Linked DNA regions of Mus musculus: all the other regions are linked to region 3. The links are chromatin contacts, called in public promoter capture Hi-C maps. All regions are on one chromosome and are shown on one strand. Each heading gives the region's core, a stretch centred on a gene start, on an enhancer-like site or on the middle of the called end of the contact. The rest is flanking DNA. Distances are from core to core; before and after follow the strand shown. Region 1 overlaps Dnah8 (dynein, axonemal, heavy chain 8). Region 2 overlaps Dnah8 (dynein, axonemal, heavy chain 8). Region 3 overlaps Umodl1 (uromodulin-like 1).

Region 1 (4,752 bases), core at 1,234-3,733, 230 kb after region 3:
CTCCCCTCCTGTCCTATTTCTCCTTTTAATATAGCCACACAAAAACGCCTTTGCAGCTCTGGCGCTTTGGAGAAGCAGCAGAGGTAAATATAGGAGCCAGGGCAGGATCTTTGGTTGCTTTGTTGTCTCGGAGGCAAGGGAGCAGTTCGAGCCTGGTTCTGGATAAAAGCATTGAGTCGAAGGGCACTGATTTAAAGGAAAGCTGAGCGGGGCCAGGGGCAATGCCCTGCCCACTGGGCTCCCTCTATTCGCACTGGCATTGGCAACAGAGGTGGTGGGACCCCTCTGTTGTGTGTGCTTCCCTGTTACTTCCTAAGCGTTAGGAAGCAGGCGATGTGCCGGGAGCTGCTCCTCCCAGCCGATCTTCCTTAGACCACTCCAAGTGGAGAAGTCAGGGCGGTCACCCTCAGCACAGCTGATATGGAAAAATCCCACCTCTGGCTTATTGTTAAAACATCTTTGTAGTTAGATTCCCCGGTGGCCTTAGCTCTCAACTCCTTGGCCATTTGTATTTTCAGGTCGCTTTGTTTGAACCGTACTTAGCCGCACTTACCGTAGTCGGTAACGTAAAACTCATACATAGTCTGCTGGGAGCCCTTGGGTATCTCCGGCAGGTTCAGCTTGCTCCCGTGACCTCGGAGGAAGACTTCCAGTTTTTCCCTGCTATCCAGTTCCAAAAGGGCTCCCAGGCTCCACATCAGACCAAACACAAACAGCTTGTGGAGGTGGTCCCCCGACGAGACGCCACCTTCTTCTTTGGAAGGGATTAAACCTTCCAGGAGATTGAGAGACTGGAAGAGATTTCAGATAAGATCCATTTTTTTTTTTTTAGTCTCAATTTTAAAAATGCGCAGGCTGACATTTTTGAAAGGAGAAAATGGAAAGCAAGAGGGGGAAGAGAAAAGAAAACAGAAATAATATCTCAAGACATAGCCTGATGAGTGTCCTTGCGGTCCCCAGTGTTAGAGGACAGATAAAGCTTCGGTCGGGCTGTGTGACCAACGGAAGTGAGGAATGAGTTGGGAAGCCACAAGTGTGGGTTCTACCCCAGCTCCTGTGGCTGGGTCTGCTTTCCCCATCTAAAAACTAAAAGGCCTCCTCTGTGGCTCCTGGCTCCAAAGTTAGATTACTAGTGTGCGGATTCATCCCTCTTTCTCTAGGGATTCAAATCTCAGAGCCCTCACCCCCCAAGCCACTTAAAAAGAGCTCCTAGGCTGTAGGACTTCCTATACTAGGTGCCCCGTGAGGCAGCCGAGCGGAAAGCTTCAGGTGTTTTCAGAAGGGTGGGTACAAAGCAGAGCGGAGTCTCACCTGCATGATGTAATTACACTCCAGGAGCTGCATCTTGGGGTTGAGGCTTAGTTTCATGTACGTGTATGCGTCTTCAAACACCTTATCATACAGACTCAGGAAGACGGAGGCTTCCTGCTGGCTGCGCTTCTTCAACCATGCCTGAGGTCAAAGGACAACATCTAAGCACTAGGAAAGTGTAGAGCTGCCAGTGCGACTCTGTAGATCAAGTGCTTGCTTGTCTTGCGAGCTCGGAGACGTGGGGTTGATTCCCCGAACTCACATCAAAAAAAAAAAAAAAAAAAAAAAAAAGCCGGATATGCTGGCATGTGCTCATGATACCAGCGATGGGGTTTGGGGAGGGGGAGGGGACAAGCAGGTCCTTGGGACCCCCTGGGTAGTCAGCCTAGCCTCCTTGACAGGTTCCAGGCCATTGAGAGACACTATAGACAAAGTAAAAGAAGTGTGGATGGTAAGGTGGCTTAAAGAAAAACACCCAAGGTTATCCAATGGCATCCCCATGTACCCGTACACTGGGCTATCTGCACACGCGTGTACACACGTAAGCAAAAATGAGAAGAGCAGAGACCTGTAGACCCTGGCCTGTTTCCGGTCCCCACCTGTAATATCGGCCTCCAGCTGAGAGCCGAGCTGCTGATGTATACCATGCCCATCCTTGACACCGTGGCAGGAGAGGCGTTCTCAATGTTGTGCACCTCAAACAGCAGCTTACAGGTAGGGGCCATGGGGATGCGGTCCCCGTTAGCCAGGGTGAGCGTCTTGTTATCGTCCAACACGGAGTTTAAGTTCTCAATCCAGATGGCATCCACGGGGCCGTCTAGGATGAGGAAGATGTTCTCACCTGCAAATGAGGACGGGAAGTAGGGGAAGATAGATCGGTTTTTCCTTCTGCAACTAATGAAAACGGGAAACTGAGCAAATGCAAGGTCCGTTCTAATAAGCTCGCAGGGAAAGAGTGAACTCGGAGGGAGGCCCGTGCCTACCCTTTTTAGCTTTTAATGTCTTCCTCCACAGAGTGGAAAAGATCCCATCTGTCCAGTCGTTGGTGGCTGTATCCAGCCTGCCGAACATCTGAGGCGCGGTAATCGCCTTTGGATTCATTCGCATCTCTCTGTGAGGCCTCCCACACTCCGTTAATGATTTCATCAGAATTGTTATGACCGTCGTCTTCCCAGAACCGCTGGGCCCGAGGGTCATCAGGCCATGCCGTACCAGAGAGGTCTCATATAACTACACCATCAAATGACACATTGGGAAACGTAGGTTATTAGTCTCCGGCTGATGTTTCTGCGTGCTAGCTGAAATTTTAAAGGCTTTAAATAATATCTAAGTGTCCTTTGTTTCACTGGATTTGGGAAGCAAAACTAGTGTGGCGTTGAAAAACAACATAGGTGATAAAGTAATGATGTCGTGGGGCTTGAATTACATTTTGCAAATAATTAATTCAGGATCTGCTTTCTGCCTCATGTGACATGGGTGGGTGGGTGCGTGTGCTGTGTGGTGATGTCGCCCCCCAGTGGTGGAAAGCAGCAGCGCACAGCATCTCGGTAAAGATCTAGGGTGCCCCTGAGCCTGCCTCTGGGTCTCCAGAGGCACAGCTTGAATAAAGATTTTTGCATGTGGAAGTGATTTACTTGGGGAGAGCCCTCGGAAGATACAAAGAAGGGTGTGGATATTACAGTCCCAGGGATGGGAAGACTGGGGTAAGGTGCAACGGAGGACAGCTGCAGCAGGCAGACAAGCATGACCCCACCAGGGACTCTCCACCTAGAAGCAGAGGAACCTGGCCTTCCTATCCCCTCGCCCAGCCATCCTTCCTTGAGGGGATAGTACTTGGGAGCAATAAGTGCTCGGGAAATGCCTGCCCCTGCGCCCACACACAAAGTGCCTTCAGTCTTCCGTTTGCTCCGAGAACAAGAAGCATACATGGGTACGTGGGAGTGGGAGAGAGGATTTAAGGAGGCATACTAAGAACACAGCAGGGAGTGGGCTGTGGAAATAGCTCAATCAGGAGGGGCTTGCCTAGAGTACGTGATGCCCTCGGCTTCTGATGCACCGTGTAAGGGGGCACACTCCTATAATCCCAGCACTCCAGAGACAAAAGCAGGGGGGGGGGGCAGTCAACAGGTCAGGGCCATCCTCGACTATATAGGAAGTTCTAGGCCAGCCTGGGCTAAAGATCTAATGTAGTTGAGCCATAACACATGTTCACACTCACACATATGCACATCCATGCACACACACACACACACACACACACACACACACACACACACACACACTTGTAGGGAGAGTTTTGGTTTCTTTAACCACCCAGTGACCTTATGTGTAAATGTTTTTGTTTTAGTCCCAGGTGTGGGGTATGGGCCTGCTTCAATCTGTCTACAGCTGTTAACTATGATTGTCTCGTCCTCGGATCGGGGCAAGGGCAGTGGCATGGTTTTTGCCAGCTGCAGATAGTTTCATTCTGGGAACTCTGAGGAGGGCATACATGCCTGAGCCCTAAGAGAGGCAGGAAGAATAAGGAGGAGGAGAGGGAGGAAGACGGAAGAAGAGGAGGAGGAGGAAGAAGAGGAGGAGGAAGAAGACAACTGCTGCTTCCTGCAGCCTCCTGCTGCTCCTGCTTGCTCTTGTGATGGTTTAACAAGAAGCTGGAGCTCTCCTGACTGTGACGATCAGCCTGGCCCCAAGGAACACAATGCCCCTCTCATCTGCAGGAAGTAGTCTAAAGAGGTCTGTGCCCCCTCGCCCCTCTGACCTTCTCTTTCTCCTCCTTAGTGTTGGGGGCTGGAAGGGATCGGGGAGGAATAAGGGTCGGAAGGGAGGTAGACTTCTAATAACCCAAGAAAATGACAAAGCAATTATGCCAACAGATGCTCATACACACACCTGCACACCTCATGTACACACACACACACACACACACACACACACACACAAGCAAAGGAGCAGACCTAGGTTCCTCATGCTCTAGGGTGTGTCCCCTTGAAGCGTCTGCAGCAGGTAGTACTGCCAGGCCCACAGCAAGAGGCCTGCTGGGCCGTGCCTCCCCATCCCAACTATCTCCCATTCCAGTAACCGTCAACCTTCTCAGGAGGGTGAAGTAACAGCTCGACTAAATGACTGCCTGATTGCCGCACGACAGGGCAATGCACTCTTTCCTAAGACAAACGCAACCCTGAGGATTCGCCGTATGATGGTGGAGGCCTGGCATCTAAACTCAGTTTCAACATTCACATCTGGTAAGTATCGTGGGGTGGGCTACGCCGTGACCGCTGATGGGCACTCGCTGTGGGTTTCCGATGCCCTTACCTGCACTAATTTGAGGTTCCAGGGTGGGTGGTTTATCAGACCTTCTAGGTTAACCTGGTTGTCCACCGCGGATTGCAGTTCCGCGTAAGTACTGCTGTCCAGTTGTAACCCCGGAAACAGGTCGTTGAT
Region 2 (4,729 bases), core at 2,226-4,725, 150 kb after region 3:
ACTCGGTTCAAAGGATGGAGTTGCTTTGATGTTCTGGGGATCTATTGTGCTTCCCTCTGTGTCAGTGTGGATGTGGCGTGTGTGAGGGAGAGGATGGCCTCAAGTACCATCCTCAGGATGGCTGTCTACCTCCTTCAAGTTAGGTCTTTCCTTGACCTGGTGGTCACCAGTTAGGCTAGACTGGCTGATAAGACTGGCTGACCAGCATATAAATGGTAGCCCTAATATCTCCAAGCCCTAGGAACCCAGGAAGTCATACAGATGAATCCAGTTTCTATGCTGATAAGTTTCCCTCCTGGCACTTGTGAGATTCTAAGGAGGGTCTTTATGTCCTCTAGAGCCCCCAGTCTAGCGTCCAGCTTCAGTATCGACATGGACAGCGATTCTGCTTCTCTGAACACATACTATTTTTTTCTCTCCTCTGCCTTATCCAACACAGGAGCATGTGTGCCCGCTTGCACGTGCTCACACACATACATACAAGCACACACACATGTGAACATGTATACACTCACACATGTATACAAACACACAGACATATGTGCACATGCACACATATATACAGGCACACAGACGTATGTACATATGCATGCATGCACAGATACATACATGCACATATACACATATGCACATGCGTACATGAACACTTAGACATACACACACAACACACACACATACACACACACACACTGAAGCCTTCATAAGCCATTTCTTCTTACTGCTGCCATTCCAAACCTCACCTCCTTCACAGTCCCACCTTTTAAAGAAATCTATGAGCTAGGATAAAACCATGGACAAGTCATAAAAGGATGTCTATGAAAGAAAGACGGTTTTAATCACTGAATTTCAAGGTATGCTTTTAAAATATTAACAAAACCATTAGCTTTAATTTGGATCCTGTTGTTCCAACCCTGTCGCAATACAGTGAAGGGCAGAAAACAAAGGATGAAGTTTAAAGCCCTCTCAAAAATGAAGGCGCTTCTAGTACATCTTGACCTGCACCTCTTGGGTTAGGTTGTCAAATGTTAATGTGACTCTTATCCCCACTGCTTAACCAATTGACTAAAAAAGGACAACGAGCCCAAGAAAAAGAGTTTCTACAGAGCAAAGGGAAACCATTGGCAAGATGAACAGACGGCCTGTAGAATGGAGGAAGCTTTTGCCAGCTCAACTTAAGACAGGGGTTAGTATATAGAATATATAAAGAATTGCAAAAAGTTAAGCACAAAAAAAAAAACCTACTTCCTGCCAGTTAATAAATGGAACTGTTAAAATAGGTCTCAAAAGGAGAAACACAAATGGCTAATATTTTACAAGTGTTTGGCACCTCTAGCTGCCAGTGTGATACAAATTAAAATGACATTGAGATTCATTTCATCACCCACCCACCCCAACCCCAGGTCAGAGTGGCGATTGATCAATCGATTGAACCTTCAAGAAAATAAACAGCAAAAGCTAGTGAGGGTTGGGGAAGGAACTCGTGCTTGCTGCCATTGCCAGTGCAAATTAGTGAAGCCATTATGAAAACCAGTTTGGAGGGTCCTTAAAAACAATTACAAATAGAACTACCATCTGACGCAGCCATAACAGCACCACCTAAAGGATTCTCTATCTTACCACAGAGGTACCTGTGTATCCATAGTTATTGCTGCTCTCCTCAGAATAGCTAGTAAATGGAGCCAGCATAGATGCCCATTAGCAGATGGGTGGACAGTGGAAAATGCCACATACACACAACTGAAGAGGAGGGGCAGGGAGCTGGGGAAGTAGTTAAGTAGGGAGACTGCCTTAGTTAAGGTTTTACTGCTGTGAACAGACACCATGACCAAGGCAACTCTTATAAGGACAACATTTAATTGGGGCTGTTTTACAAGTTCAGAGATTTAGCCCATAATCATCAAGGTGGGAGCATGGCAGCATCCAGACAGGCATGGTACAGGTGTAGCTGAGTTCTACATCTTCATCTGAAGGCTGATAGTAGAAGGCTGGCTTCCAGGCAGCTAGGTTGAGGATCTTAAAGCCTATGCCCACAGAGACACAGCTACTCCAACAAGGCCACATTTTGTAATAGTGCCACTTGCTGGACCAAGCATATACAAACCATCACAGAGACTCCACCCAAAATCCATTTGAAGAATGCCATAAGGAAGCCCAGTGCTTTGTATGCTAATTAGAAAGACTGAAAAAAAAAAAAGCTGAGTAGACAGTGCTAGGAATGTGAACTGAGTTTAAAAAGTTCTTCCTGCCACTTACACTAGGAAGATATGCACAAGTGAGAGTTTCCAAGCACCATGTTCTACCCTGTCTATGGAGGATGTGATGGGATGGAGGGTGTGGTGTTGAGAGAGGGCAGGCTGTTGTTCCTTGTCCTGTGTGCATCTCCTGATGGCTTTCCAGACTCTGCATTTATGTTTCCTAATCTGGCTTCTGTTGCTGTAATAAACACCATGACCAACCTGAGGGAGGAAAGGGTTTATTTGGCTTGCAGATTACAGTACATCACCAAGGAGAGCCATAGCAGGAACCTGGGGGAGGCTGGAACCTTGAGGCAGAAACTGCAGCAGAGACCATGGAGGGCTGCTTCTTACTGGCTTGCTTCCCGGCTCCCTCTCAGCTAACTTTCTTATACAACCTAGGTCCACCTGCCTAAGAATGGTTCTGCCCGTAGTGGAACCTACACCGATCAGCAATCAAGAGAATGCCCAACAGGCACACCAAAGGCCAATCCGATGGAGACAACTCTTCTGTTGAGGTTTCCTCTTCCCAGGTGTGTCAACTTGACAGCAAAACTAACCAAGATATTTGGTTTGTTTATCTTCTTGCCTCCTGTTAAAATATTTGGTCCTCTAACCAGATTTGGAAGCTTGGCAGTGAAGGACGGTCTTCCAACTTTGTCTTCATGTGGTAAAAAGATTTGCAGTTGTCTAAGCCACGCTGGTCATCACTATCCTAACGAAGGAACCCCACCCCCACCCCCACCCCCACCCACACCCCCATCCCCCCCACCCCCCACACCCACACCCACCCTCACACCTACACCCCCACGCCCACCCCCACCCCCACCCCCACCCTCAGTGAGGTTGATTCCAAGGCTAACTTGGAGCTTTGAAGTTGCTGAGTAGACCTCGGAGACATTGAGGTAAGCCTCTTTTAGGTTGTTCCAGCAGTCAGGGTTGGGTAGAGCCTTTCACATATTCACATGAAAATAGTCACCGTGGTTTCTTCTACCATGTAATCCTCAAACTGCAGAGTCTAAGTCACTTAGTGAAATGGAACCTATTACTCGTTTTTACAAACCACAAATAAAATAAAATCAGGATCTACAGTGAGTTTTACCTAAGCATTTGACTTAATTTTTGAAATTTAGGGTTCAATTAGATGGGGGGAGGTGAATGGGGTGTAATCCTTGCTATGCAATTGCTGGAGATACTCGATCTGGCTCCATGGAAACACTTCCATTAATATGCTCACAGCGATGGCAGCCCAGCCATTCCTTAGAAGGAGAGCTTCAGAAACTGCCCCAGTGCTAAAAGCTGCCTCAGTGCCTGTCGCCTTCAGATCCATTCTTATTTAAAGCATTCTGGGTTGGCTCACTGACCGCAAAAGCAGAAGAGTTGGGGGTGGGGGAGGGGTATATTTTTTAAAGAAGACAAAATCTCAGTGGATGCTTTTTTTTCCCGTTCATACAAAATCATTTCGAGTTCTTGTGCTCATCTGATGTACAAGTATCCACCCACCCGCTGATCTCTCTAAATGACAATAAAGGAAAAGGAGAATCAGGCTCCGAGAGACAGAGACAGCTCGGCGGATGGACATCCTCTCAAAAGCCTCAATGGGCTAAATTGATGCCTGAGAGACAAACCACTCGTGGGGGGTTGGGAGTGGAACTAACTCCCCAAAGCTGTTCTCCAACCACCCATGAGCCATGTCACTAGCCACCACCACCCCCATAAATAAACAACAATGTAATTTAAGAACCTCAAAAAAGAGAAGAACCAAAATTTAAAATAAAATAAAACAAAGAGGGCTGGAGAGATGGCTCAGTGGTTAAGAGTGGTTAAGAAGCGCTTCCTGAGGTCCTGAGTTCAAATGCCAGCAGCCACATGGTGGCTCACAGCCATCTGTATAATGGGACCTGATGACCTCTTCTGGTGTGTCTGAAGACAGCTAGGGTGTACTCACATACATAACATAAATAAAATCTTTTGAATAAACAAATAAAATAAAGAACAAGCAGTGGCATTCACGACTAAAAAAGAAAATAAAGTAAAATACCAAGCAGGGAGGGCCTGGGAGCTTCAATCTTGGGTGTAGATGTTGGGGCTATTTACAACACTGGATCTCTTCAGAACAAGCAGTATTTTGGAAGCCCTGGGATAAAGTCTTGTTAGTACAATAGAAACACACTAGAATATAGAGAATACATGTGCTCTCAAGAAGTTCCCACCTAGTCGAGAAAATAAGACAATGTGACAGAAAACGAACAAACAAACAAACAAACAAAACCAACAACCAGAGGCCCAACCCCAGGCTTCTGGTTCACAAGGAAAATGAGGCTGCTCTGTAAAACCAGGTGAGAGGACTTCGAGTTTGGTGAAGGCGTGCAGAAAACACAGAAATACAAAGTCTGTAGAGAAGACAGCAGGCAGGAGGTCCTACTGCAGTAGAGGGTCCGAAGCGGAAACGTAAGGGTTCTTTGGAAAGTCAGCTGTGTTGGATGTGAAAGAAT
Region 3 (4,876 bases), core at 1,741-4,240:
TTTGCCTTTGTACACTTGAATGTGGAAATTGTAGTTCTGAGTGGAATTCAAACTCCAGGACACATGGAAACTGCTGCTGGTGACATTAAGTGCCACGAAATCTCGGATTGGAGGGCAATCTGGGGAAAAATAAACATGGACTTCAGAGAGGAGGCATCTCAGCTTTCATCCCACCTGCTCACCCAGCAGGGTGACTAATGCTCAGAACAACACTCGCTCATCTTACAACAATTAACTAATTTACTTAGTTTAAAAACAAAGGTTGAAGGCTGAGAAGACAGCTAGGTAGATTAACCGATTGCCTCAAAAGTGAGGGGGGGGGAGGGGAGCAGATCCCCAAACCCATGTAAATGCCTGGTAATCATGGCAGCTGCCTGTAACTCCAGCACTTCCTAGACGGGGATAGGGGACCACTGCCTCTCACCTAGAGCAAGCTGGCTAGTGAAGCTAGACGATCACACTGATAGGCTCTGGCCCAAGTGAGAGACCCTGCCTCAAAGGGTATAGTGGAGAGAAATTGAGGAAGACTCCTAGCTCCTCCTAGCTCAGGCCTCCGTGTGTGAATGTGCATATGTGTACGGACACATGCATGCACCAATAAATACAGGCACATGTGTACACACACCACAGAGGCATATACACTAAAGTGAGTTACATGGTAGGTAGGAAGTCACCTGGTGTTGTTGCCTGGCCTCTGTATGCACCCACACACAGAAGTTAGAACAGTCTATGGGAACCATGAAACCATGACCAAAAGAGGTCTATAGTGAAGGCCATTGTTCTGTGCTGTGGCCAGGGTGTGTGTGTAAAATATGGGCTTGACATGTGTTGCCAGGCTACGGTCGGTCATGCGTGTCCTGCATGTCCAACTGCGTGTCCACAAGGCTTTTATCCTGATTGTCTTTAGCCATTGGCTTAGGAGTCAGACAGGGTTTCCTCCACAGCCCCGTTTTCACTTTCCCATCTAAACATGAGTTCTGCAGAGCAAGCAAAGTATTAAACAGCATCCACTCTATAACTAAAGTGGAATTCAAGCTCCGCTTCGGGTGGACCAGGAGCTCTGGCTCCCTGGTGGTCGGCTCCCAGTGGGAACTATGTAAGAAGTGGGTGCCATCAGAGTTTTTACACCAGAATTTCAGTTCTGCTAAAAAGAATAAGCAATCAGGACTTAAAAATATTTTGTAAAAGCCATACTAAAGGGGGAAAAACCCCTCTTAAATGATATGGTTTCCCAACACCTTTTTTATGAGAGCTTGAAGGATACAGTTGAAGAGATAAATCAGTCAGTAAGGCCATTAAGCCTTGCAGTTTGAGGCAGAACGTCCTGCTCCAAAGCTATCCAAACACAGGGCGGAGAATGCACGATGACCTTGAGAGGGCTCTTATGTAGAAAAGAGCTGGTGTGATGAAATCTAGGGTGGTCCTAAATGTAATCACAGGTGCCTTCATAGCAGAGCATCAGAGGGACAGTTAACACAGCAAGAACAGGAGGTCACATGAGGACAGAGTGGAGAAAGAACCGTAGGCGCTGACATCAAAGGCTAGAGAAGCGCCACGAGCCAAGGAGTGCAGGCAGCCATCAGAAAAGGCAGGGAGCGAATCATCCCAGAGCCCCCAGAGGACCCTCAGTCCAACCATCTGGCCTAGTGATATCTGTCGTGAGCTCGTGGTCTCCTGGACTTCGAGAGGATGTTTTCCATGATTTATGCTGCGCTGTCCAAGGTACTTTGTTCCAGCGGCTACAGGGTGGTTATACATCCTCAAGTCCTGTTCAGTGAGTTTCCAGGCAGCCTTCCACACTGGGCAGAAAAACTTGTGGGGTAGCTCTTTGGATCACTCCAGTACCCTAAGGCCAACCTGTCTTTGTAGAACCCTTCTGTGGTGTTTTAAGATAAAAACTCACCTCACCCCCTCTTTCCCAGGAACTTGGATCCATCCTCCACCAACCAGGACGCCTCCTTCCTATGATTACTCTGAAGCTTACCATGGCCCTAGCAAACAACACTTGACTCTTGAGGTTTCCCACGATCTGAGAGTGTCCCCACACCCTCTGTCCTCCATCTTAGGGGACAACATCATCACCAGCACCTGTGTCCCCCTGAGAGAGACCCCAAAGGTCTGTTCTGATGGCTCTCCTTCATGGAAGAAAGGGACAAGGAAACTTGTTAGACCATCACCTGAGATCCCAGCCATGTCTTCCTTCAGCCCTGCTCCCAGCTGGAAGTGGTCTAAGAAGGTGCTAGAAGATAGAAGGCTTACTGGATGGGGGGTATGTCTAAGCAAGTATGGGGGCGGCATCATCGTCCACACTGCTATGAGATTTGTCGTTGATGTGGCTATTTGGGAGCCATCCCATATGCCTGTGGGTGAACCTATGCTAGGCTTGGAGCCCTCTCTTCGGTCCATTGTTAGAGCCTTATGTCAGGTGTGTAGATCTCTGTTCACACAGCAAAGTGCTACAGAAAGAAACCCCGATCTTCCAAAATCCAGGTCAAAAGCTCTGTGGCTCTCCCCATGCTGTGGCTGGGGACAGAATCCCAAAATTCAATGATCCTTTTGGAGTTGTTCATCAGAGTCACCAGGGCTATGGTTCTGGGCTCTTGTTCCTTCTGGGTGGCCCTGAGCCATCTCCTTCTGATCAGGGACACGGGGACACCACTTCATGAGATCTCTCTGTCAAACTCTGTTCCTCTTTTCTTTTGCATCCAGCAGCTTGACACCCAAGTCTTGTGGAATGTGAAGCCTCGAAGACAGACTCAATCAAACATTCTGGTTATTGAAATCAAACTCAAATGGGAGCCACAAGGATTGCCTGAGGGATCATTCCTCTTACTCCAAGCCAGCCTTGCTCACTTTGGCAGTTGGCACTCCTGCCCCACCAGGCCACAAATGGTGGCAGCTAAAAAGCTGGCAGGTGCCAGTCGAGCATGGAGATTAGATAGGGGAGGATCCAGGCCTTCCTCAAGGCAGGACACATCCCTAGAATAGCAAGGGCAAATTATGCAAGACTTCTTTGGGCTGTTGTCTTGTGCAAGAATCCAGCTGCTCCATGGACCATCTGTTGGGTGACTAATTTCACAAGAAATGCATCTGAAAATTATGCTGTATTTTCCAGCGACTTGTACAGCTGAGCCAGTCCAACAGATTGCCCCTTTGTATTAGCTTCTAAATTTAAAATACATGCAGCAAAAACTGGTTTGAACGCTCAAGTCTGGAAACACACACACACACACACACACACACACACACACACACACACACACACGCACATACAGCCCTCTTCCATCTAGAAAAGCCTTCCTTTGTCTTGTCCCCTATCCATCCTCAGTCCTTGATCTGGAAGCTACTAGGGGCTTATTCTGCCTATGGCACAGCCCAATTTAACTGGTAGCAAAAGTAATTGCAGAGAGAGCCTAGCATCTTAGCAGACCATTGACCACAGTCAAAACGACAGTGTTACAGCCTGTCTACCCACTACAAGGACAGGATACTCAGAATCTACAGACCAGGGAATCTCTGAAACATGAGAGCACACAGCAAGCTCCCGGGAATTACAGTGTGTGAGGTAGGCATGCAATTCTTCAGAAGCCTAAAATTCCTGGGCTCCTCAGATAGAAGGCCTTTGAAGGCAGAATGGAGTTGCTAGTTGTCTGTCTTCATTTGCAATAACAGGGGACCCTAGGAATGGAACCTTCAAGGTCCTTATATTGCAGAGATGTGCAGTGCAACCTCACTATGTGTCTTAGTTTGGGTTTTATTGCTGTGAACAGACACCATGACCAAGGCAACATTGTTGTCTTATATGGACAACATTTTATTGGGGCTGGCTTACAGGTTCAGAGGTTCAGTCCATTATCATCAGGGTGGGAGCATGACAGTATCCAGGCAGGCATGGTCCAGGAAGAGCTGAGAGTTCTACATCTTGTTCCAAAGGCAGCTAGGAGAGGACTGACTTCCAGGCAGCTAGGATGAGGGTTTTAAAGCCCATGCCCACGATGACACATCTACTCCAACAAAACCACACCTACTCCAACAAGGCCACACCTCTTAATAGTGCCATTCTCCAACCTAAGTATATACAAACCATCACACTATGTCTGGCATTTTCTCAAGAGATCTGAGCCCTGGTGTATGGTCCACTACCTTTCTGTTACTAAAGTTGAGTGACATGACCTGTCACTTTCAGGGGAATGAGGGACACAGGGAAGTTTCAGCAGAACTCATGCACACAAAACTCCATGGGTTTCTCCCACTAAGGAGGGAGATGGTGGCATGAGGTTTCTATCTAGGTCTCTAATCCTTCCCTACCCAGCACCATGATGCACCATGAAGTAATGCACTGTGCGTGGAATTGAGAGATCTGGGGAGAAAACATCAGGAGATTGGGTGACCACCAGGGGCCACAGGAGGCTAAGAGATAATACTGCACATTCTATTCAGAATCCAGCCAGGGTATCCTTAAGAAGAGACACAGAGTCTCCAGGTTGCAAAGGACAGAGCCAGAGATGCCTTCACCCTGGCTGTGAGGTCCACTCTGCTGTCTGTGTATATATACACCTAGGACCATTCTCTGAAGTACTCTTAGCCCTACCAAGCACTAATAGGGTCCAGGGCCAATAAGAAGGGCAACCCCACTTAAAGATAAGTCCCTGTCACAGGATCTCATGGATTTTCCAGGGAGATAGTCACAAAGTCCAATCCATAGGATGGCATGGGGTCTCTGTCTAGGTCTCTAATTGGTCCCCACCCAGCACCAGGGAGCACCAGAGATAATGCAGGGCTGAGGGAGACCAGAATACCTGTGATGACAAGGGGTGGAAGGAGAGGCAGAAGGAAAAATTATACAATTTAAAGTAAATAGTTCCAGAGCTCTCAG

What was found. Promoter capture Hi-C pulls out the DNA fragments that hold promoters and counts their contacts.
Region 1: a contact with region 3 is called in a promoter capture Hi-C map of hippocampal neurons, with 3 times the contacts expected there. The contact joins two enhancer-like sites. A contact is called at or near these places in 7 of 39 promoter capture datasets (cranial neural crest, embryonic stem cells, frontonasal cranial neural crest and 4 more), 1 of 15 datasets of contacts at CTCF or cohesin (large pre-B cells), 12 of 484 Hi-C or Micro-C datasets (CD8 T cells, cerebellar granule neurons, cochlea and 6 more), 2 of 115 datasets of contacts at active chromatin or transcription factors (differentiating embryonic stem cells and embryonic hindbrain) and 3 of 9 other capture datasets (adipose tissue, liver and pancreatic islet).
Region 2: a promoter capture Hi-C map of hippocampal neurons shows a contact between it and region 3, with 2.1 times the contacts expected there. The contact joins two enhancer-like sites. A contact is called at or near these places in 9 of 39 promoter capture datasets (the 3T3-L1 cell line, 3T3-L1-derived adipocytes, cranial neural crest and 5 more), 1 of 15 datasets of contacts at CTCF or cohesin (large pre-B cells), 9 of 484 Hi-C or Micro-C datasets (the G1E-ER4 cell line, the HL-1 cell line, cardiomyocytes and 4 more), 2 of 115 datasets of contacts at active chromatin or transcription factors (acute myeloid leukemia and embryonic stem cells) and 1 of 9 other capture datasets (pancreatic islet).

What each region holds. Positions count from the first base shown.
Region 1 is chr17:30,744,547-30,749,298 of GRCm38.p6, reverse strand. Dnah8 (dynein, axonemal, heavy chain 8) reads right to left here. Exons shown (of 93, transcript NM_013811.3): 49 at 4,624-4,752; 50 at 2,295-2,541; 51 at 1,911-2,152; 52 at 1,312-1,452; 53 at 554-791. Among named protein-coding and RNA genes, the nearest start is that of Gm24661, 35 kb to the left of the region's middle. Within about 2 kb of position 2,483, at least 10 of the 459 cell types and tissues checked have an H3K27ac peak or open chromatin away from gene starts, as enhancers often do. A contact at or near this core is called in hippocampal neurons, where this site is marked.
Region 2 is chr17:30,824,892-30,829,620 of GRCm38.p6, reverse strand. All of the region lies in intron 85 of Dnah8 (dynein, axonemal, heavy chain 8), which reads right to left. Among named protein-coding and RNA genes, the nearest start is that of Gm41561, 31 kb to the left of the region's middle. Within about 2 kb of position 3,475, at least 14 of the 459 cell types and tissues checked have an H3K27ac peak or open chromatin away from gene starts, as enhancers often do. A contact at or near this core is called in hippocampal neurons, where this site is marked.
Region 3 is chr17:30,975,590-30,980,465 of GRCm38.p6, reverse strand. Umodl1 (uromodulin-like 1) reads right to left here. Exons shown (of 22, transcript NM_177465.4): 7 at 1-119. Among named protein-coding and RNA genes, the nearest start is that of Umodl1, 23 kb to the right of the region's middle. Within about 2 kb of position 2,990, at least 11 of the 459 cell types and tissues checked have an H3K27ac peak or open chromatin away from gene starts, as enhancers often do. A contact at or near this core is called in hippocampal neurons, where this site is marked.